2 separate regions of the Danio rerio genome follow, and region 1 is linked to region 2. Evidence: chromatin contacts called from public HiChIP or PLAC-seq data. All regions are on one chromosome and are shown on one strand. The core of a region is the stretch at or near the end of the contact, and the rest is flanking DNA. Distances in the headings are between cores, read along the strand shown. Region 1 holds the start of ube2f (ubiquitin-conjugating enzyme E2F (putative)). Region 2 overlaps hecw2b (HECT, C2 and WW domain containing E3 ubiquitin protein ligase 2b).

Region 1 (7,157 bases), core at 3,946-6,445, 280 kb before region 2:
ATCATTGATATTCACAAGTAAACATCGCTGCATTATTACAAAGTCATGAACTAAACAGAAACAAATGGTCAGACTTTTAATGAAGATTACCAAATCAAAAAAATTAGTTGTTCACCTATAGAAAATCAACGTCCCCTAGCAAAATAAACAATGCAAATTTTGATTTCACATTGACTTTAATATGCACAATCTACTATGAACATCTGAGAATAAAACAACACACTTGGGGGTCGTTCACACAATGCATTTTTCCTTTTCAACATGCTACTTTTCTATTTTTTTCAATGTAAACGCAATGTGTTTGACCATAACGTTCGTATCTCGCATATTTTCATTTTTTTTAGAAGCATCTTCAACTTTCACTGTTCAACTCATTACTGTCAGCTCCAAAAGCTGTGGACAAATCAGCAGAGCTCTGAGGTGGGGAAACCATTGCAAGATTCTGTTCATAGTAGAATTTTAGTTTTATTTACCGTTATATCATGGTGAATAAGGTGTTTGTTGTGGCTTTGTCCAAAACATCTTCAGTTATATGATGCATCTTCATGTGCTTATCCTAACATATTGTTTTCCTATTTCTAATAGGTTCATTATTGTCTTTATTACATCAAGTTGTAATGTAAGCTGCTCATCTAACGATAACATTTATAATATTTATAATATTTGCCAATTAAAAACCACCTCATGGGATTTTTTAAAAATTATTTTAACTGTCCTTCAGAGGTTACATTTTCAGCCGCCTTAGTATATATTGACAAATTAAATATGTTTTGTTTTCCACCAAAGGTGCTGAAATATGATTGGGTAAACTGGCAGTGGGTGGGTTATAAAGACCAAAACAAAGACAGACATTCCCACACAGAACACAATTTTTTAAAGGAAGATAACTGACTTAGTTATTCTATTGTTACTAGCGTTGTTTTTACAAATAAATAATTATGTTCACTTATGTTTCTTAAATATCTGCAACATATTATGTTTGTTCATGCCTTTGAAGAGTCAAACACCTACAAACAGGACCTTCAACAATAACTTAACAGCAATATACCAGTATTTTATTTCCTCAAATGCTGAAATGGCTGTTTATATACAATGTACGGTGTTTCCTTGACACATAAAGCACATGATTGGCATTCGGTTGCTTAGTGTCCTGTCATAACATTCTAACATGGTATCATTTCACACCGAATATGTCTGGCAAAGCATCTCATTCCTTAACCTGGAATTAAAGCAGTGTTTGAACAAACAATATTGCAGGTGGTTTGAATGGACAATAACATCAGGCACAGTCAGAAAAGCACTATTGTGGTGAGCAAAAAAAACAGTTTATCCTCCTCCTATATGAAAGACTACATATTTCATGTAATCAGTTTTCTTTTATTTTTGCTTTGTTAATGTTTTTCTCTGTAAAAAGAAGGGTTCGCACCCACCCCATGAACAGCAGATTCAGTGACTTTCAAGGTCTTTTTAAAGCACCATTAATTTTATATCAAGCACCTTTGTAAATCATATCCCAGCATATACAGCGTCATTAAAGTCCTCAACATTTAACAATTCACTTACACTTAATAGTTACGTTATACATGTCAGAGTAATTTAAAAAACGCTTGACCGTTTTAAAGTCATGCTCAAAGAACTTCAATAAAACGTGTTGAATTCAATACTGGTAATTAGGGTTGGGCGATGTCGACCAATTTGGAATCGTACAATGTCTAATGTAAAATATTGCGATGGACGATGGCATCGTCGTCATAGGCGGAGGTAAATTAATTATTCATGATTAATTAAATTATTCAAAACAAATTAATTATTTGTGGTCAACCGCTTCAACTACCTGACCCACATGGTATTTGTTTAACCCAAAAACAAATCATAAATAAATAAAGATAACTTAAACACAAATGATCACTTTTCCCCAGGACTCTGGCATGAGTGATCTGTCGTTATAATCACGTCGACAAACTTGGTCTGTAAAAAAGGTGCAAAACCAACAACAACCAACCAACAGTATCTGAGGTTTTCACTAAAATTACTAAGTTCAAGTGTGAAAGCGAAAGATTGAAGCAGTGTACTGACGGTGTGACACGTTAACTGATAGATTCAAAAGACAGAAGAGTCATTAAATAGAGACAAGATAGTAAGACCTGATCCAGCGGTAGGTACATCATTGATAAACTGTCCAACGTGCAGTGCTCTCTGGAGCTCAGATGAGTGCATGACAGTGTGTGTGGCTGTGTCTGTGTGTGGTCAGGTGATGTGAATTTTCAACGGACGGAGGGCAGTTTAGAAATGCTAGGTAAACAATCATTTTTGTTCTAAAATGCCATTTTAAAACTAAGACGTATGAGTGTTAACGGGGGCTGAGTGTGTATTTTTCTTGAGCAGGTTTGCAACGGGGAGTGGAGGATCGCGATGCCGCCTCAGCATCATGTTGTCTATCGGCCATCAGCAATGGACGAAGGCATCGTCTATCGGGCCAACCCTACTGGTAATATTCAAAGGCAGTTTCTGATATATCGATAAAATGTGCATTATTTGTCTGTGTTATTTTACAATATTTTTATTTAAGAATTTCTCAGTTTTTTTCTTTCTGTATTCAACAACTGGGTTGAAAAAAAACCATAAGCAAATTAATTTAAAATTTAATTCAAGCACTTAAACGGACCTATGTTTGTCTTTACTTACTTTCCAGGCCTTGAATCCATGTCTGAAATTCAAGTATTTTCCAGAAGTTTCATCAGATAACCTGTCCATCTTTACATGTTTTGACTGTGAAATCAGGGCAGACCTAAAAATGGTCAGAACCACTAGACGCAAACCAGTGTGTCATGATCCCAGCAGGCAGTGTTTTTTTCATACCTTTGATGAGCAGTCGATCTCTGATGGACACTCTATGAGCGGCATCGTTAGAGCCTGCAGGGGTCCGGCCGGCCCTTACGCCCTCCTCCCTCTTCAGCTTACTGGCTAACGTCAGCATCCCCGCAGACCAACATACACACCCTAACACACCTGTGAGGAACACAAATACACACAATGACCATCAGTGAACACCAAACACAAGTGAAAGTATTAAAAAACATATATATCCGCTTTATTATAATTATTATAACTTAAACTTTATCTTAGAAACATTTCTAACGTTCGTTAAGTTGAACTTACCCAACTAAAATGAAAACAGCACTCCTTTTCACATTTTTTCTCCTTTTTTTCAGTTATTCTTCTAAAAGGTAGTTAACTAATGTAGGTAACAGAAAAAGTTTACAGTAAGCAATACTTACTGTAAAATATTACCATAAAAACCTAAAAAATGAATAACAAGTAAATCTATATTAAAAGTGTCATAAAAACATTAAAAACATAGCAAAACTATAGTGATGCTAACTACAAACTACATAACTTTTATATTTTAATATTATAGAGCAGGGGTCACCAAACCTGTTCCTGGAGGGCCGGTGTCCTGTAGATCTTAGCTCCAACCCTAATCAAACACACCTGCACAAGCTAATCAAGGTCTTATTATCCATACTCAAAACATACAGGCATGTGTTTTGAAGCAAGTTGGAGCTAAACCCTGCATGGACACGGGCCCTCCAGGACCGAGATTGGTAACCCTATGATATAGAGTCTAGATACAAAAACAAGACTGGTAAACATTACACTGATTTTGCATTATTAGTTTAAACTTTGAAATATGAAATATTTATTGATGTTAATAATTTGTTGTGACAGCTATTGTTTAAGACAGTAACTAAGTTCTTTGCATTGAACATATTTTAGCTTTAGCATTCTTGTTATACGATTAAGCTCAAAAGACCTATGATGTTATTATACATGACAGACTGTCCTTTAATATCATTTGTAAACCATTATAACTTTGTTTGTAGAATAATAACACTACTACTGCTATATTTGAATAACAACAAATATGGGTGTTATAAACACATGTTTTAATAAAGTTGCTGTTGAAATCTGACTTATTAGCCCCCTTTGAATTTGTTTTTCATTTTTAAATATTTCCCAAATGATGTTTAACAGAGCAAGCAAATGTTCACAGTATGTCTGATGTTTTTTTTTCTTCTGGAGTAAGTCTTATTTGTAGTATTTCTGCTAGAATAAAAGCAGTTTTTAATATTTAAAAAATCAATTTAAGGTTAAACTTATTAGACCCTTAATACTAGTGTCTTGAAAATTCTCTAGTAAAATAGTATGTACTGTCATCATGGAAAATACAAAAGAAATAAGTTAAATAGAGATGAGTTGTTTCCTATTGTTTAGAAATGTGTTGAAAAAAAGTTTCTCTGTTCAACAGAAATTGGGGAAGAAAAGATACAGGGGGACTAATAATTCTTCAACTGTATGTTATTATACTGGAATAAATACAAAGGTACGAAATCTCTAATGCGAATTGTATTGGCATGTCATTGGCTTCACAGTAATACCATACCACTGTAACTTACTACAAATAAAGTATAAAGCTTCTTTCTAAACATGTACTGAAATAAAGCGATGGCTCATTTTAAATGCCTTGGAATACCACGGTAATACCATAGTAGATGAATAGAGCGTTCTGTCAGCACAGCTGTATAAATAAAAGTAGCATGTTATTACCATCTGTTACCCTCATTCTAATGCCATTACAAAACGTCCTTTAATGAAATATTAAAACTATAACACAACTTCTATGTTGTATGGTCTATAATAAGAACTCAATGTGCAGATAACTTAGCATGACTTAAATCCATTCAAACTTTCATATTCACCAGTTAGTGTCACCAGGCGTTATTTTGCTAACATGTTTACTAGCAGCTACAATCTAATCCTCATCGCTCAGGGCATAATTTATACCAGGATTCAGCTAAATATTTTCGTACACAATTAAATATATTGTCTAAAAGGTATTTACATTCATAACACAACTCTAAATATGTGAAATAACTCGGCTGCGATCGATAATGCACTTACCTGCCGCTGTCAGAGTGACTGAACTGCCCTGTTTACACCATAATCGGGACACCCGACGTGAATTTTGCACGTTTTCCCCCCAAAACAACTTCAAGATAAAATATGCTGAACGTCGATAAAAGAAACAAAATTGAGTGGAACGATGCGAGGATTAGTTCCGCCGAGTTTAATGATTTCCGCTGCCTGAGCGGTTTAGAAGCCGGAAGTTGTTCCGTTCATTTAATAAGAGTTCCGTATGGAATCAAACGCCAGAAATAAAATTCCGCCCTTATTTTGTACAAAGCCCAAATGAGATTTTGAGGCACTTAACTTTACAGCACTTTAGCTAATTCTTTTATGGAGTTCTTTGCAATATTAAACCCATGACACAGTAAATCCAAGCGTGGTGTTAAGTGAAGTGTTTATTGTTCAAACGCTTCAGAGCAGAGATACAAAACATGCTTTGATGCTGTTCGATGGAGCTGTTGGTTTGAAGGATCATGTCAGGATTTACGCGGTTTAGAGGCTAATATATAAAAATATTTTACTATCACTGTTAATTCTGTGTCAGTCGACGAGGCTCCCATTGCTTCCAACAACCTGAAAAAAAAAACTAATTTTAGAATCATATTAAATAATTATTTTTAAAAGGCAATTCATATATATATATACATACGGAATATATATATATATATATATATATATATATATATATATATATATATATATATATATATATATATATATATATATATATATATATATATATATATATATATACACACAAACACACAGTTGAAGTCAGAATTATTAAACCCCCAGAATTATTAAACCCCGTTTATTTTTCCCCAATTTCTGTTTAATGTTAACGGAGAGAAGATTTTTTTAAGCATTTCTAAACATAATAGTTTTAATAACTTGTCTCTAATAACTGATTTATTTTATCTTTGTCATGATGACAGTAAATAATATTTGACTAGATATTTTTCAAGACACTTCTATACAGATTAAAGTCACTTTTAAAGGCTTAACTAGGTTAATTAGGTTAACTAGGCAGGTTGTGTAATAAGGTAAGTTATTGTTTAATGATGGTTTGTTCTGTAGACTATCGGGAAAATATATAGCTTAAAAGGGCTAATAATTAAACTAAAAACTGCTTTTATTCTCGCTGAAATAAAACAAATAAGACTTTCTCCAGAAAAAAAATATATTATCAGACATACTGTGAAAAATTTCCCTGCTCTGTTAAACATCATTTGGGAAATATTTTAAAAAGAAAAGGGGTTTACTAATTCTCATTTCATATTTCGATAATCAATTTATTTGTTTAAATAAATGAAGTAAACCGTGCATCTGTGATCATCTGTTCCCTAAAGTACATATAATGCTGGGCAAAAATTAATCATTATTAATCTCATCCAAAATAAAAGTTTGTTTCGACATGACTTAAATGTGTGTTCTGTGTATTTTAATTGTGTCTATAAATACAGACATGCATGAATATATTTGACTAAATGTTTATTTATATTTAGATAAAATATGTGTGTATTATACAAATTGGCAGTGCAGTGGCGCAGTGGGTAGCGCTGTCATCTCACACCAAGAAGGTTGATGCTTCAATTCCTAGCTGGGTCAGTTGGCATTTTCTGTGTGGAGTTTGCATGTTCTCCCTGAGTTGGCGTTGGTTACCTCCGGGTGCTCTGGTTTCTACCAAAGACATGCGCTATAGGTGAATTGAATAAGCTAAATTGGCTGTGGTGTATGTGTGTGAATGAGTGTGTATGGATTTTTCCAAGTACTGGGTTGCAGCTGAAAGGGCATCCGAGTGTAAAACATATGTTGTTGTTGGCAGTTCATTCTGCTGTGGCGACCCCTGATGAATAAAGGGACTAAGCCGATTAGAAAATGAATGAATGAATGAATGATAACAAATTGTTTTGTATAGTTTTGTTTTTATGTTTGTGTAATACATTGTAAATATATATAATACACACACATATATTATGTCAAAACAAACTTTTATTTTGTATGTGATTAATCCTTGGCCAGCACTAGTTAAATATTTACTTTTACCTGTCAGTGATGGTCTTTGACAGTTTCTTGGCCTTAACAGGATCCTTTTCCAGGAAACCTTGATAAGTAGAGAAAGTTTCAACCAAGCCAATGAACTTTGACAATGGCATAATCCTCCTACTCTTCAGACATTCATGCCTGTG
Region 2 (7,053 bases), core at 476-2,975:
CAAAAAACACTTTTACCTAAAAATGTGCTGTAGTGCAATGATGATATCAGATTGTAATTCTACTTTGAACTACGGCATGCTGCAGAAATAATAACCATACCAAAATACCAGGGCAGTTCTTTATCTGATTAACAGATTTTGTACTGTACATTGTATTTACTGGTGCGAGGCTACTTACAGCTCCTCAATGTAGGCCTAACTCTTGGACCTGTAAGAGTTGAGAATATTAAGCTTAATAGACAATCACGTTCCTCTGTCTCCTTTTGATAAAATTAACCTTTAGCCTATTCTGCAAGGATTACAATATGTAAGACTCATTCCAGAACTGCTGATACATTTTAAGCACTTTACATTATTTCCCCTTTAAATTGGAATAATAAGCAACAAATGTATAATTTACAGTAAATTACAGTAATCCATCATCAATGTAATGCAAAATGCTTAAATGTTATATCAAACATTTGATTCTGTTATCAATAATTGTTAAACTTATTGTTAAACTGAATTTACAATAACAGAGTTGACATTTTGTGCTTCAACACAAGAAGCTAACCTCAAACCAGACACCACGTAGCATTTATGAAGCACAATTTGAACTGTTTTCTCGTTATATTATTCATTCATTCATTCATTCATTCATTTTCTTTTCAGTTTAGTCCCTTTAATAATCTGGGGTCGCCACAACGGAATGAACCACCAACTTATCCAGCATATGTTTTACGCAGCGGATCCCCTCCAGCTGCAATCCATCACTGGGAAACATCCATACACTCTTATTCCCACACATACACTATGGACAATTTAGCCTATCTAGTTCACCTATAGCACATATATTTGGACTTGTGGGTGAAACCGGAGCACCCGGAGGAAACCCACGCAAATACAGGAAGAACATGCAAACTTCTCACAGAAATTGGCCCAGGTGTGGCTCGAACCAGCGATCTTCTTACTGTGAGGCAATCATACACTGCGCCACAGCAACTCTGTGATGCTATCATGTCAGTATGGACACAAATCCCTGAGGAATATTTCTAGTACCTTACTGAATCTATGGCATGGAGGATTAAGGCAGTTCTGAAGGCAAAGGTACTACTAAGGTGTACCTAATAAAGTGGCCAGCTACTGCTTTCCTAAATACTGGAAATCAGTCTAGATTTAGATGATTATTTAGCCCACCCAAGGGAAGATCAACCATATGCACATTTCCTTGACCATCATGATTTGCAGGAAACTATTTATTTTTTCCCCTCCTCAAGGTCAATAACTCAATATATCTGTGTGTGTGTGTGCGTATTTACTTCCACATTTGTGAATACACAACTGTTACTGATGCTGAATCTGTGCACACACATCTGATGCATTAATAAACTCTTATACTGTAGTATTTTGTCCAAAAAAGACTAACCTTCCTAATGCATTATTATATATCGAATGAGTTTATCATGTCCCACGGGATCCTACACACCAGCTGTTACATTTCAGGGTCACCCCCACACACACACACAAATAGAGCATGGTCCATGTCACACTAAAAGCACAAGGGTTTATGGGTAGTGTCAGCAAACCACTACTGAACAGATAAAACAGCTGAAATGGGTTTCTAAGGGACCCTGAAAATACTGCCTCATTGCACCCGGCGTTCACAAAGCCGGCAATCAAGGCCCGTGTGATTGTACGGGGGGAAAATGGCTTCTCGCACCCGCATCAACACGCTCTTTAATGCGGCACAGCGCTTCACGGTGGAAGGTGCTAATTAGCATCTATTTTCACTCATCTTGCTGACTGCCATATTGTCAGGCGGACTGAAATCTGACTTTATTGTGGCATAATAGACGCAGCAGATCTGAGGTCAGGGCACTCGGTGAGATTCTGAAGGTAATTAATATTTCTGACTAGATTGACTTTTGAGGAAGTCTCTGACGAGGAGTTTTGAGACCTTTTTGAGGGTGAAATGTATGGTTGGTCTGCCCTCTGCTGTCTACAAGCGGACACGCATGCGTCAATATTTATTCATTCATTTTCGGCCTAGTCCCTTTATTAATCTGGGGTCGCCACAGCGGAATGAACCACCAACTTATCCAGCACATGTTCTACGCAGCGGATGCCCTTCCAGCCTCAATCCATCACTGGGAAAAATGCGTCAATATGAGAGATTAAATTATCTATTCGGTCTAGTTATCTATAGATTCATTCATTTTCCTTCAGCTTGAACCACCAACTATTCCAGCATATGTTTTCACTCATTTTTTTCACTCATCTTGCTGACTGCCATATTACAAGTACCTCAAAGGTACTTTTTAGGTATAATATGCACCTTTTAGGTACCACTGTGGGTACCTGCAGTATCTTTTATAAAGGTACTGCCCCATAGTTTTATATATCCTAAAGAATAATACAGGTACAAGCAGCTTACTGTTTTTGCACCAAACTAAATTGACTGAAGTGACAAACATGAAATTGCATATTAGCCTAAGATAAATATTGCATATGAGTTGAAAGTGTCTATAATTTCTGAAAGCTTTTGTAAAAATAAAATGTCGAAATGGTAAATTTATGTTCCATCATCATACGGCATAATATTAAAAGGAAAAAAAAAGTACTTTTGTAGATATTGTAGATATAAGATCTTATATATTTGTAAATATAGAATATGATCAGTCATCATACAAAATTTTTGGATATTTTAAATAAAAAATGCTGACAATGGAAAAAATGAAAAATATATAACTATTAACATTTTTAATGTTCAAATTGATATTATAATACTGTGAGGCTGTCAATAAATGATTCCTATTAAATTAAAATATCTTACAGTTTATATTTTTTTATTCAATGCAAGTGTGTGCAGGAGAAAAATGCTAATTTTAGAAGAACATCAAATGGCTTTTAGAGGTTTTTGCATCTACACTCTTCATATATACAGTGTACTCGAGATAGACAGACAGACAGACAGATACAGTTGAAGTCAGAATTATTAGCCCCCCTTTGATTATTTTTTTCTTTTTTAAATATTTCCCAAATGATGTTTATCAGAGCAAGGAAATTTTCACAGTATCTCATAATATTTTTTCTTCTGGAGAAAGTCTTATTTGTTTTATTTCAGCAAGAATAAAAGCAGTTTTAAATTTTTTAAATCCCATTTTAAGGTCAAAATTATTAGTTCCTTTAAGCCAGTGGTCACCAAACTTGTTCCTGGAGGGCCGGTGTCCAGCAGATTTTAGCTCCAGCCCTAATCAAACACACCTGAACAAGCTAATCAATCTCTTACTTGGTATACTTGAATCACCCAGGCAGGTGTGTTGAAGCAAGTTGGAGCTAAACCCTGCAGGGACACCGGCCCTCCAGGACCAAGATTGGTGACCCCTGCTTTAAGCTATATTTTTTTCGCTAGTCTACAGAACAAAACATAGTTATACAATTACAATAACCTGTCTAGCTACCCTAATTAACCCAGTTACTTTAAGCTGTATAGAAGTGTCTTGAAAAATATCTAATAAAATATTATTTACTGTCATCATGGCAAAGATAAAATAAATCAGTTATTAGAGACGAGTTATTAAAACTATTATGATTACAAATGTGTTGACAAAATCTTCTCTCCGTTAAACAGAAATTGGGGAAGAAAAAATAAATAAACAGCCAGGCTAACAATTCTGACTTCAACTGTATATATAATAATTGAATATACATTAATTTACATGATATGAATATACATTAATCAAAACAACACCAAAAACATTAATAACCCATTTCAGAAATGAAGACCCGGAGTCATTTTCTGTGAGATAAACAACTTTATACAATCATCTGTGCTGAAACAGAGGAAAAACTCAAAGGTGGAGCCCTGAAAGCTGTCATTCAACCAGCAGCCGCTCGTTTTAGAGCACATGAACAGTGCAAAAGCGAAAGAAAGTCAAGTCTGACCTCAGTCTGCACTTCAGAGAGGCTGGACACATTTAAAGAGGCAGTTCACCAAAATAAAGACATTCTGACATCGTTCACTCAGTTGGTGAGATGCACATAACTGTCTTTCTTATAAGAAATGATCTCGCAAGAAATTCAATCCGACATTTCAATTCTGGCTGAACTATTCCACACCATATAAACCATACGTATGTACACTTCCATTTTTCACAACAAAAAATCAGAGCTGTGGCCACATCTTACAGCTTTTTAGTGTTTAAAACAGGCAGTGTAAAACAGTACAGTGAAAAAGGAAAAACTGAGTGATCAATTGTATATATTTTAAGAAGATTTTCTCTTTTTTAATCAAATAAATGGTGTAGAAAAAGTGATTGGACAGTCTACGGCAGCCCTAAACCTTTGGTACATTCAGCACAATTATGAGCACGACACTGCAAAAGCGTTAATACAAAAAAACGAAGATATATCTGGTTTGTTTAATGACCTATTCAGCCAAAATTCAATCGATGAAGATGATATGCTCATGTTTTTGTTCCTCTTCTAAAACCGGATGGACCTCCTCATGGCAGTTTTAACTACAGCAGTTTTCACTGGAAGTGATATTAATTTCATTCGTAAAGTTCAGGGTATAAAAACATTCAGAACAGAGTACAATCCAGCGTCCCGCAGCCATGGCAGTGTTTTGTAAAAGGCCGGGTTGAGTTAACACAAATGAAAAATCTGGAATGTATTGATATGGTTTTTATGGGCTTGATATTCCAGTTCCAAATCATACAACAAAACACTTTTGAGCTCGAGAAGGGGGAAAAAATGAAAGGAAAGGGGGGGAAACATTCAAGCAAGCTAAAGCTATATATTGACACGGGAAAAAAAAAGATAAGCATAAATTTTTTAACCAATCGGTTTTGTTATTGTTGGATAATAATATTCAATTGTGAAATATTTGACTTTATCACTGCAATATATTTTAAAATATAACTTATTTTTGTGATGCAAAGATCGTGGTCCTATAGAAATCATTCTAATACGCTGCTCAAATATTAATAACGATCATTTATGTTGAATATTTTACACTTATGAGATTTGCAGTTTGAATGTAAGTATTATTTTATATTTTAAAAATGTTAACAACTTAATAATGATTTCAGAAGGAATATAAAATATAATTTTGCATTGAATTATAGGAATGTGTTATATCATTATGTGTGTGTGTGTGTGTGTGTGTATTTATATATATATATATATATATATATATATATATATATATATATATATATATATATATATATATATATAAACACACACACACACACACAATTGAAGTAAAAATTATTAGCACCCTATTGAATTTTTTTTTCTTTTTTTAATATTTCCCAAATTATGTTAAACAGAGGAGGTAAATTTTCAGTGTGTTGGATAATATTTTTTCTTCTGTAGAAAGTCTTATTTGTTTGATTTCGGCTAGAATAATTTTTTTTTTTTTTTAAACGTTATGAGGTCAATATTATTAGCCCCTTCAAGCTATATTTGTTTTCAATAGTCTACAGAACAAACCACCATTTTAAATAACTGTATAGAAGTGTCTTGAAAAATATCTAGTCAAATATTATTTACTGTCATCATGGCAAAGATAAAATAAATCAGTTGTTAGAAATGAGTTATTAAAACTATTATGTTTAGAAATGTGTTAAAAAATTTCTCCATTAAACAGAAATTGGGGAAAAAATAAACAGGGGGGCTAATAATTCAGGGGGCTAATAATTATAGGGGGCTAAAAATTCTGACTTCAACTGTATGTGTTGCATTGACCCTTTAGAAATTCTATTATGCTGCTCAAATATTAATAAAAGTCATGAATTATGTGTATTATATATTATATTCAATAAATTTTATAATATACGACACTGAAGACTGAAGTAACAATGCTAAAAAATCAGTTTTGCATATTAGGAATAAGTTATATTCGAGAAACATATTAGTAAAGAGCAGTTATTTTATGATATAATAATATTTCACAATTTTTGAAGCATTTTGAAAAAATAAATGCAGCTCTTGTGAGCATAAAAAAGAAAAAAAACAATGCTGTCAAACAATTAAACACGATTAATCGCATCCAAAATAAAAGCTCATATTTACAAAATAGTTTTGTGTGCACTGTGAATATAAACATGCATGAATATACTGTATGAAATATTTGTTTTACTTTATATATAATACAAATTATATTCATTGATTTTCCTTTAGCTTAGTCCCTTCACACAGGGTCACACAGCGGAATGAACCGCAAATATACCAGCATATGTTTCACACAACGGATGCCCTTCCAGCTGCAACCCAGTACTGGGAAACATCCATACACTCTCGCATTCACACACACTCACATGCACTACGGCCAATTTAGTTCATCCAATTCCCCAACTGTATAGCACATGTGTTTGGACTGTGGGGGAAACCGGAGCACCCGGAGGAAACCCATGCCAACACAGGGAGAACATGCAAACTCCACACAGAAATGCCAACTGCCCCAGCCTGGACTCAAACCAGTGACATTCTTCCTGTAAGGCAACAGTGCTAACCACTGAGCCACCATGCTGCCCAAATTATATATAAATATATATGTAAATATATTTCTTTTGTATATTTTTGTGTATTTAGTCATATATACATAAATATGCACAGTACACTTGTATATATTATGTAAATACAAACGTTTATCTGGAACGTGATTAATCCTGATTCATTGTTTGACAGAACTATTTAAAAAAATCGTAATATTTCCAAACAATTGTTCATTTCTTGTTGACTTTAAGGGCTTTCTGAAGCTTGATTTCTCTTTCAAAACATTATCAGTAATAAATCTGTGTTTCAGGACAACGAAACAAAACCTCTGGTCATTTCATCACTGCACAAAGTGCTCCTCACATTCATGATATTGTAGTGCATCTGCAGTGTAACATGCCCTTTCAAAGCAAAACAGCGTTGCATGTGAGACGATACACCAAATAAATTCATTCAAAAGTGTCAGAAGTGACGGCATACGTCGTTGAAACAAACATACGTGACGGACTAATGCATAAATATGAACGGAAAACATATACATTTGGAGTCAATACATACGGTGTGTGGTGT

What was found. HiChIP or PLAC-seq counts read pairs in DNA pulled down with a chosen protein or histone mark.
Region 1: an H3K4me3 HiChIP or PLAC-seq map of embryo shows a contact between it and region 2, with 8 times the contacts expected there. The contact joins the promoter of ube2f here to the enhancer-like site in region 2. A contact is called at or near these places in 6 of 18 Hi-C or Micro-C datasets (caudal fin, embryo, hematopoietic stem cells and 1 more) and 2 of 4 datasets of contacts at active chromatin or transcription factors (caudal fin and embryo).

Annotation. Positions count from the first base shown.
Region 1 is chr1:8,054,502-8,061,658 of GRCz12tu, reverse strand. It overlaps ube2f (ubiquitin-conjugating enzyme E2F (putative)), which reads right to left and starts at 5,195. Exons shown (of 11, transcript NM_213314.2): 1 at 4,963-5,195; 2 at 3,160-3,300; 3 at 2,860-3,009. The coding sequence starts at 2,977. si:ch211-93g23.2 reads right to left here. Exons shown (of 6, transcript NM_001145627.1): 5 at 7,015-7,152; 6 at 5,348-5,541. The coding sequence ends at 5,445.
Region 2 is chr1:7,770,568-7,777,620 of GRCz12tu, reverse strand. It overlaps hecw2b (HECT, C2 and WW domain containing E3 ubiquitin protein ligase 2b), which reads right to left. Exons shown (of 30, transcript XM_003197612.7): 30 at 6,487-7,053. Among named protein-coding and RNA genes, the nearest start is that of hecw2b, 95 kb to the right of the region's middle. Within about 2 kb of position 1,725, at least 14 of the 62 cell types and tissues checked have an H3K27ac peak or open chromatin away from gene starts, as enhancers often do.